Linked DNA regions of Mus musculus: region 1 is linked to region 2. The links are chromatin contacts, called in public Hi-C maps. All regions are on one chromosome and are shown on one strand. The core of a region is the stretch at or near the end of the contact, and the rest is flanking DNA. Distances in the headings are between cores, read along the strand shown.

Region 1 (3,027 bases), core at 1-2,500, 180 kb after region 2:
TGCACAGACCCTCACACAAGTACATACATATACATAATTTTAAAATAAAATATTTTTAAAACCCCATGAAAATGCCATTTTCCAATACAGAGAAGAAGGGGATGTGAGATGTTTGGACAATTATAATGGCTGCTGTTTCTATTAAAAGACCAAAGGCTGGTGTGTAAGAAGAGTGTAAATAACCATGGCTAGTTACATATAAATATATTTAAAATCGGAACAACAAACTTCAAAGCAAATCAATTAGAATCTATCTGTACCCTATAGAAAAGCCAGAATCTCAGTGGATTGAGGGAGATATTTTCTCTCTCTCTTATAATGAAGTTCAGACACAGGCAGGCCATGATGGCGCAGGGGTACCATGGTCACTGGACTCTTAAGATCATGTTACCATTCTATGAGTCTGGCATTTGGCTTTCATGCTCAATTCACCACAGGATCAGAGGCAGCTGTAGGGTTCCAGGTAAAACATCTGCATTTCAGGAGGAAGGGAGGAGGAAGTCTGTTCTTGGGATGACTCTGGTTCATCTGAGAAGTCCTTTAGAACGTCCTACAGCAAATCTGCTGACCTGCCTGTGGTGGCACATAGAGTTAACCTGACAGGATCTGGGAACACCTAGGAGACAAACATCTGCACACATCTGTGAGGGAGCTTCTAGATTGGGAAGACCCACCTTAAATATGGGTGTCACCATGGCCTGGGTGGGAGTTCTTGACAAAAAGCAAATGAGGGGCCAGCAAGTCCTAAGGATCCTCCTGTTCCTGTCTCCTTGGGCTGGGATTACAGGATGTGGGATTCAGTTTGCTTTGTTTTGTTTTGTTTTTAAATGTGGTTGCTTCAGCTTTGAATTCAAGTTCTTGCATTTGTATAGCAAACATTTTACTGAGCAACTTCTCCTGCTCCCCAAACCTGGAAATGGAAATCCAATGTTCATAGAAACTTACCTAGACACAAGGTCATGCAGCTATAGCTTTTGATTTGTATAACTTTGCCTCTAGAGCCTCATCGGATAGTACAAAGGTCTCTGATCCAAACATTATCTGTCTTTCAAGACCAACAAACCACCCTCTAGCTTAGCCATAGGCACAAAAACCTTGGGTTGGGGGATCATATACAAATGAGGCTCTGCAGTCAGTCAACAGTCTGTCTGAATTGATAACTAGCCATATGTACCATTAATAGTGACATGAAGTGATGGACTGGGATTGGCTTGTGTCTTTGTATGCCAGATGACAGGCCCTGCCCCCTGGTATCTGTTGACATGCTTTTGGCTGTTCCTCCATGGCCCTGGGCCATCCCAACTCTCTCAGGATGTGAGAGAATCGGAGAAAATCCAAGCAATTACTATTTGCCTTCTTGAGGACCCTAGAGAGAAGGCTTCATTACTGTGTCCAGTCTGTCCATCTTGGACCCTCATCTCTTGCCCCCTTCTGCTATCTGGAGGTGTCAGGGTAAAAAGGCATACAGTCAAGAGTGGCTATAAGCTTCCTAGATTCAGAATAAAGTGTGTGTCTTCTAGCAGCTTCTACCAGTCACTAGCTGCATGGTGACTTATGGTGTGGGAAGCACTGCTGAAAATACTTTCAAGCAAACAGTCATATAATTGGTTTGTTATAGGCAGGTGGTAAATGAGTAGCTTTGGGGAAATGGTCCTGCTAAGGCTCTCCTTTACAAAGTAGAGCCTTGGACGCTTTCCTAATATTTCTTACTTAATTATTTAGGCAATCAGTTCTTGTCTTGAAGTCCATCTGCTGCAGCTGCTATCTTTTTCCTTCATCTAAGCATCTCTGCAAAGGCAACATGCCAAAGTCTTTGTGAGTCTGGTTCCCATCATTTGGACCTTGTGTTGCTGGAAATACAGGAAAGGTGCACTGTCCTGACAGGTCTTGAGGAATCCAATGTTTGCATATCTCTGTGAGCCTTGTGGTGCATTTCTCCATGAATTTATATCACATTTCTGCTGATGGAAAGACTTAAATGAGGGCCTTTGTGTGAAAATCAATCTTTTAAGCAACATGTGTTTGTGGCCTTCATTGGCCTGCGGGAGAGTCGAGGATACCTATTCTTGTCCAAAATTTGCCAAATAGTCATTCGTGATGTTTTTTTTTTGATGCACTTTCTGGAATCAGCCTGCCAATTCCTGGCTCTGGATATGTTGGAAACAGCCTCTGAACACAAATCTTGTGTTGGCTTATATCCTGTATTCCGTGTACCAGTGTACAGCTGTGGCAGGGCAATCTTCTGGCAAAGGGCATGGAAAGGACTAGCTAGTGAGTCTCAACAGCAGTCAAAGGGTTAAAATAACCAGGCCTGTGCCAGAGGGGTGGCTCAGTGGGTAAGCTCTGAGGGCATCAGGTGTCTCATGCATCCGTAACTCCAGTTCCAGACACTCTGCCATCTTCCTTTAGCATTCTTGAACTCCTGAATGGTACATATACATATATTTGTGTATATACACGTGCATATAAAATAACAAGTAAACAAATCTATAAAATCAAAACCAAAAGAAATATTCAAATATGCTATAAGTTTATCTTGGGTTGTTTTCCTCTTAGTCTTGTGTGCTTAACTGAATAAGCCCATTTCCCAAAGGAAGCCAGTGAACAAAATCAGTTTATATGGAGATGTTTTGCTCTCACCTGTATGGAGATCATATTGAACTAAGCTAAATGATGGGTATGAATCTAAGGCCTGTGAACAGAGAAAAATATATTTTGGAAAAATATAACCCTCTGCATTGATATTTTGCAGATTTGGTATGGTCTACCAAATCGGTTATCTCAATGATATAATATTAATTATATCTAAAAAATAATGTTGTATGTGCTCTGTGCATAAATTAAGTTCATTTTTTCAAGCTGAGCAACTAGAATTTACCACTGCCTGTCATGTTTGTATTGTCCTTGGATGCTTCCCTTTCAGACCTCTTCTTTAGATGGTGCAGAGTGAGCCCTTTGGTCTATCAAAGGCCTTTATTGAACATAAGGGAGAGAAGAGCACTTTTTTGTGATTATGGCTCCGTTCTA
Region 2 (2,987 bases), core at 54-2,553:
CCGGAGGCCCGGTGTACGTCTGACCTTGGGGAGGTCTCCTGGGAACATTTGGGATTTCTTTTTAGATATTTATTTTTGATTATTTTTAAGTGTGTGCATGTGTGTGTCACACACACAAGTGCTGTCCATCACTGAGCCATGTTTCTATTCTTCAAGCCCACTTTTTAACAACAAGATCTCATGTATCAGAGAATCGCAGGCCGGCCCAAACCTGCTTATATTGCTGGAGATGTCCTTGAACTTCTCATCCTCCTGCCTCCACCTCCTAAGAACTAGGATTATAAATATGTGCTACCACACCCCATTTATGGAGTGTTAGGGGTGAAACCCAATGATTCGTGCAAACTCGGCAGATATTCTACCAACTGAATCACCCAACCAGCTCCAAATGTCTCTACAAATAGTTTCAATAACCCCAGTCCCTGAGTGCGTATGGGAAGGGCTGAGATAGTCATCTCGAGCTCCATGTGAAATGTCTCACCAATAGATCCGAGTAAGAAAACAGTGGGCACATTGGGAAAGAAATGAAGTTGCAGTGTCCTGGCTCATGAACTCAGCTTTTGTACTGGCCACTAAAGCCAGGGCTGTGTGCAGGCGAACCCCCAGCTCAACTGCTGCTGAGCTGGAGCCTCAACACAGCCAGTGAGCTTTACTTATGAGAGAGTGCCCACCTCCAGGGTGGTAAAATTATGCTCAGGATTTCAATGTGACCGCAGTTCTATCCCTCTAGGAAGAAGTGAGGAGGGAGCACAGGGCCTGCCTTTTTGTTCTTTACTCAATGAGTTCTCAAAAAATTGTATCAAGAAAGAGAGCCAAGAGTCCGTAGCACAAGGCACGTGGGCCTGGCTGAGCAGCTAGGACACGAATTGCTACTATCTGCCACCTGACCTCCTGCACAGTCACTCCCTGTCTTTGCAGGTGGCGGAGCTGTTTTTCCCAGGACATATGGAAGCTGAGCTTGGATCCTAAGTTTTGTCTTAAAAGGAAGAGTGAAGCTGTGTGAGAGCATGGGCTGGGGAACCATGAAATCCCACTGTGGGTTCTAGAGAACTGCTCACTGGTCAATGTTCTTCCCTGCAAGGGGAAGAGCTTGAAAGACTGCTCTGGCCTCCTGGAGCCCTCTCTGCAGTGGAAACAAATCGCCTCTGAAAATACAATGCCATGTTGCTTTTAAAAAGTGGTATTTAAGCAGCATGGAAGTAGCCTAGGAGAAATTCATGCAAAATCCATTCAGGCCTATAATTTACATCTGCTGCCTGAGTTGGAACACCTCCCTTCCATAACTGGAAATCTATGGGCCTAATTCTGGGATGACTGGAAGGAGGTTTATGTCTCAGCGTGTAGCTGAGCAATCTGTCACTGGGAGGGTAAAGCTGTAACCCCCAGTATAAGAAGCTGGGCCCTAGTGTTAAAATAGAAAGATAGAAAGATGGAAACACAGAAAGAAGGGAGAGGGTGGGGCGGGGTTGGGAGTACACACTTAAAAATCCACACTCAAGGACTTATGTTTGCTTGCAGGTCCAGAGGCTTGAGCCTGCCCTCTGCCCAAATCTGCAGTCTTTCCCACTCACCATGGTCTGCGATTAATTTAGTGCCCAAGAACCTCGAGTTGCTCCTGTGTTGAAGGTGAGCACCCTGATGTAAAGTTTGATATGTCACCAAGTCACTAGATCCACACTGACCTGCAGTGGGCTTTGCTGTTTCCCATGAGTGTTCTGGGCTCAATGTAGATTTTGTTTTGTTTGAAGATTTTCGTTTCTATGTGTTTTTGTTTCTATGTGTGTGGGTTCCATGTGCGTGCATGCATATGGGAGCTAGAGTTACAGGTGGTTGTGAGCCATTCAACATGGGTGCTTAGAACCAAACTTAGGCCCATGGCAAGGAGGAAGGAAGGGACTCTGATGTCCACTTGGTCTGGCCTTTAGTGCTGAAGAGCAAGAAGAACAAGAACAAGAAGAGATACCGAAATGTCTGTATTATATTGAAAAGGAGAGGGTGGGGCAGGGTTGGGAGCACACACTTAAAATCCATACTCAAGGACTTATGTTTGCTCCTGGGGGAGGGAGGGTAAGCCAGCTCCTCAGCTGGAAAGTTCAGGGCAGAGAGCAGAGTATGTATGCCCTGTAACAGGTAGGGCCTGAGGGATGCCCAGAGAACCTGGCGGCCAAGTTCACTTTGGTATGTAAACTATGCACCTCAGTTATTTGTCCCAGGTCTGAATCTCACCACAGGCTATTCCAACATTAGCTCTCCCCAAGCTGCCTATAGGTACCAGGATTTTATGTAAAGCATAAATCGTTCTCCTCAGACTGAAATACTCCTACTCCGTTATGGCTTAATGCTTTGCCTTTTTAGTTCTGTGACCTTGAGTAGCCCACTTCATTTTTCTGGGCTACAGTTTTCCCTGTATAAAAAGGTATGGCTTCTGTTCTAGAGTATAGGGCTCAGAATAAACAGATTGTCATTTGTTGTTGTTTTGGGTCATTCTAGGGACACATGTGTCACAAGACATTAGTCCTATATACTCAAAGAACGCACAAAATATTTCAGCACAGAGAAATGAGAAAAACAGCTATTTCCGCAAATCTTTCCTTTGTTAAAAAATTTTAAAATGTATTACATAAGTTTTCTTTCAACATAACAAATATATCGAAACTAATTTTTTTCTTTTAAAGGTGGCCATGTGGTCCATGCCTATAATCCTAGCCTTCTGAAGGAGGATCAGAGTTCAAGGTCATTTTGGCTACACAGTGAGTCTGAGGCTAATCTGGGCTACATAAGGCCCTGTCTTAAAGAACAAAAGGCCCAAAAGTGATTTAGGGCTTGTGAGAAAGAAATCAGGAGTCTGGAAAAATGGCTCCCTCTGACACATCACACATACTGTGAACACAGAAATGGGATGAAGGAAGGATGAAGGAAGGAAGAAGGGAAAGAAGGGAGAGAAGGGAGGAAGGAAGGGAAGAAAGAAAGAAATGAAGGAGGAAGAT

What was found. A called contact is a pair of places that touch in the nucleus more often than the background predicts.
Region 1: a contact with region 2 is called in a Hi-C map of cerebellar granule neurons, with 2.8 times the contacts expected there. The contact joins two enhancer-like sites. A contact is called at or near these places in 11 of 484 Hi-C or Micro-C datasets (CD4 T cells, the HL-1 cell line, the HPC-7 cell line and 7 more), 2 of 115 datasets of contacts at active chromatin or transcription factors (astrocytes and intestinal villus epithelium) and 1 of 9 other capture datasets (embryonic stem cells).

What each region holds. Positions count from the first base shown.
Region 1 is chr3:28,344,396-28,347,422 of GRCm38.p6, forward strand. All of the region lies in intron 1 of Tnik (TRAF2 and NCK interacting kinase), which reads left to right. Among named protein-coding and RNA genes, the nearest start is that of Mir466q, 74 kb to the right of the region's middle. Within about 2 kb of position 1,251, at least 6 of the 459 cell types and tissues checked have an H3K27ac peak or open chromatin away from gene starts, as enhancers often do. A contact at or near this core is called in cerebellar granule neurons and cerebellum, where this site is marked.
Region 2 is chr3:28,167,053-28,170,039 of GRCm38.p6, forward strand. No RefSeq gene overlaps it. Among named protein-coding and RNA genes, the nearest start is that of Gm42196, 8.0 kb to the right of the region's middle. Within about 2 kb of position 1,304, at least 2 of the 459 cell types and tissues checked have an H3K27ac peak or open chromatin away from gene starts, as enhancers often do. A contact at or near this core is called in cerebellar granule neurons and cerebellum, where this site is marked.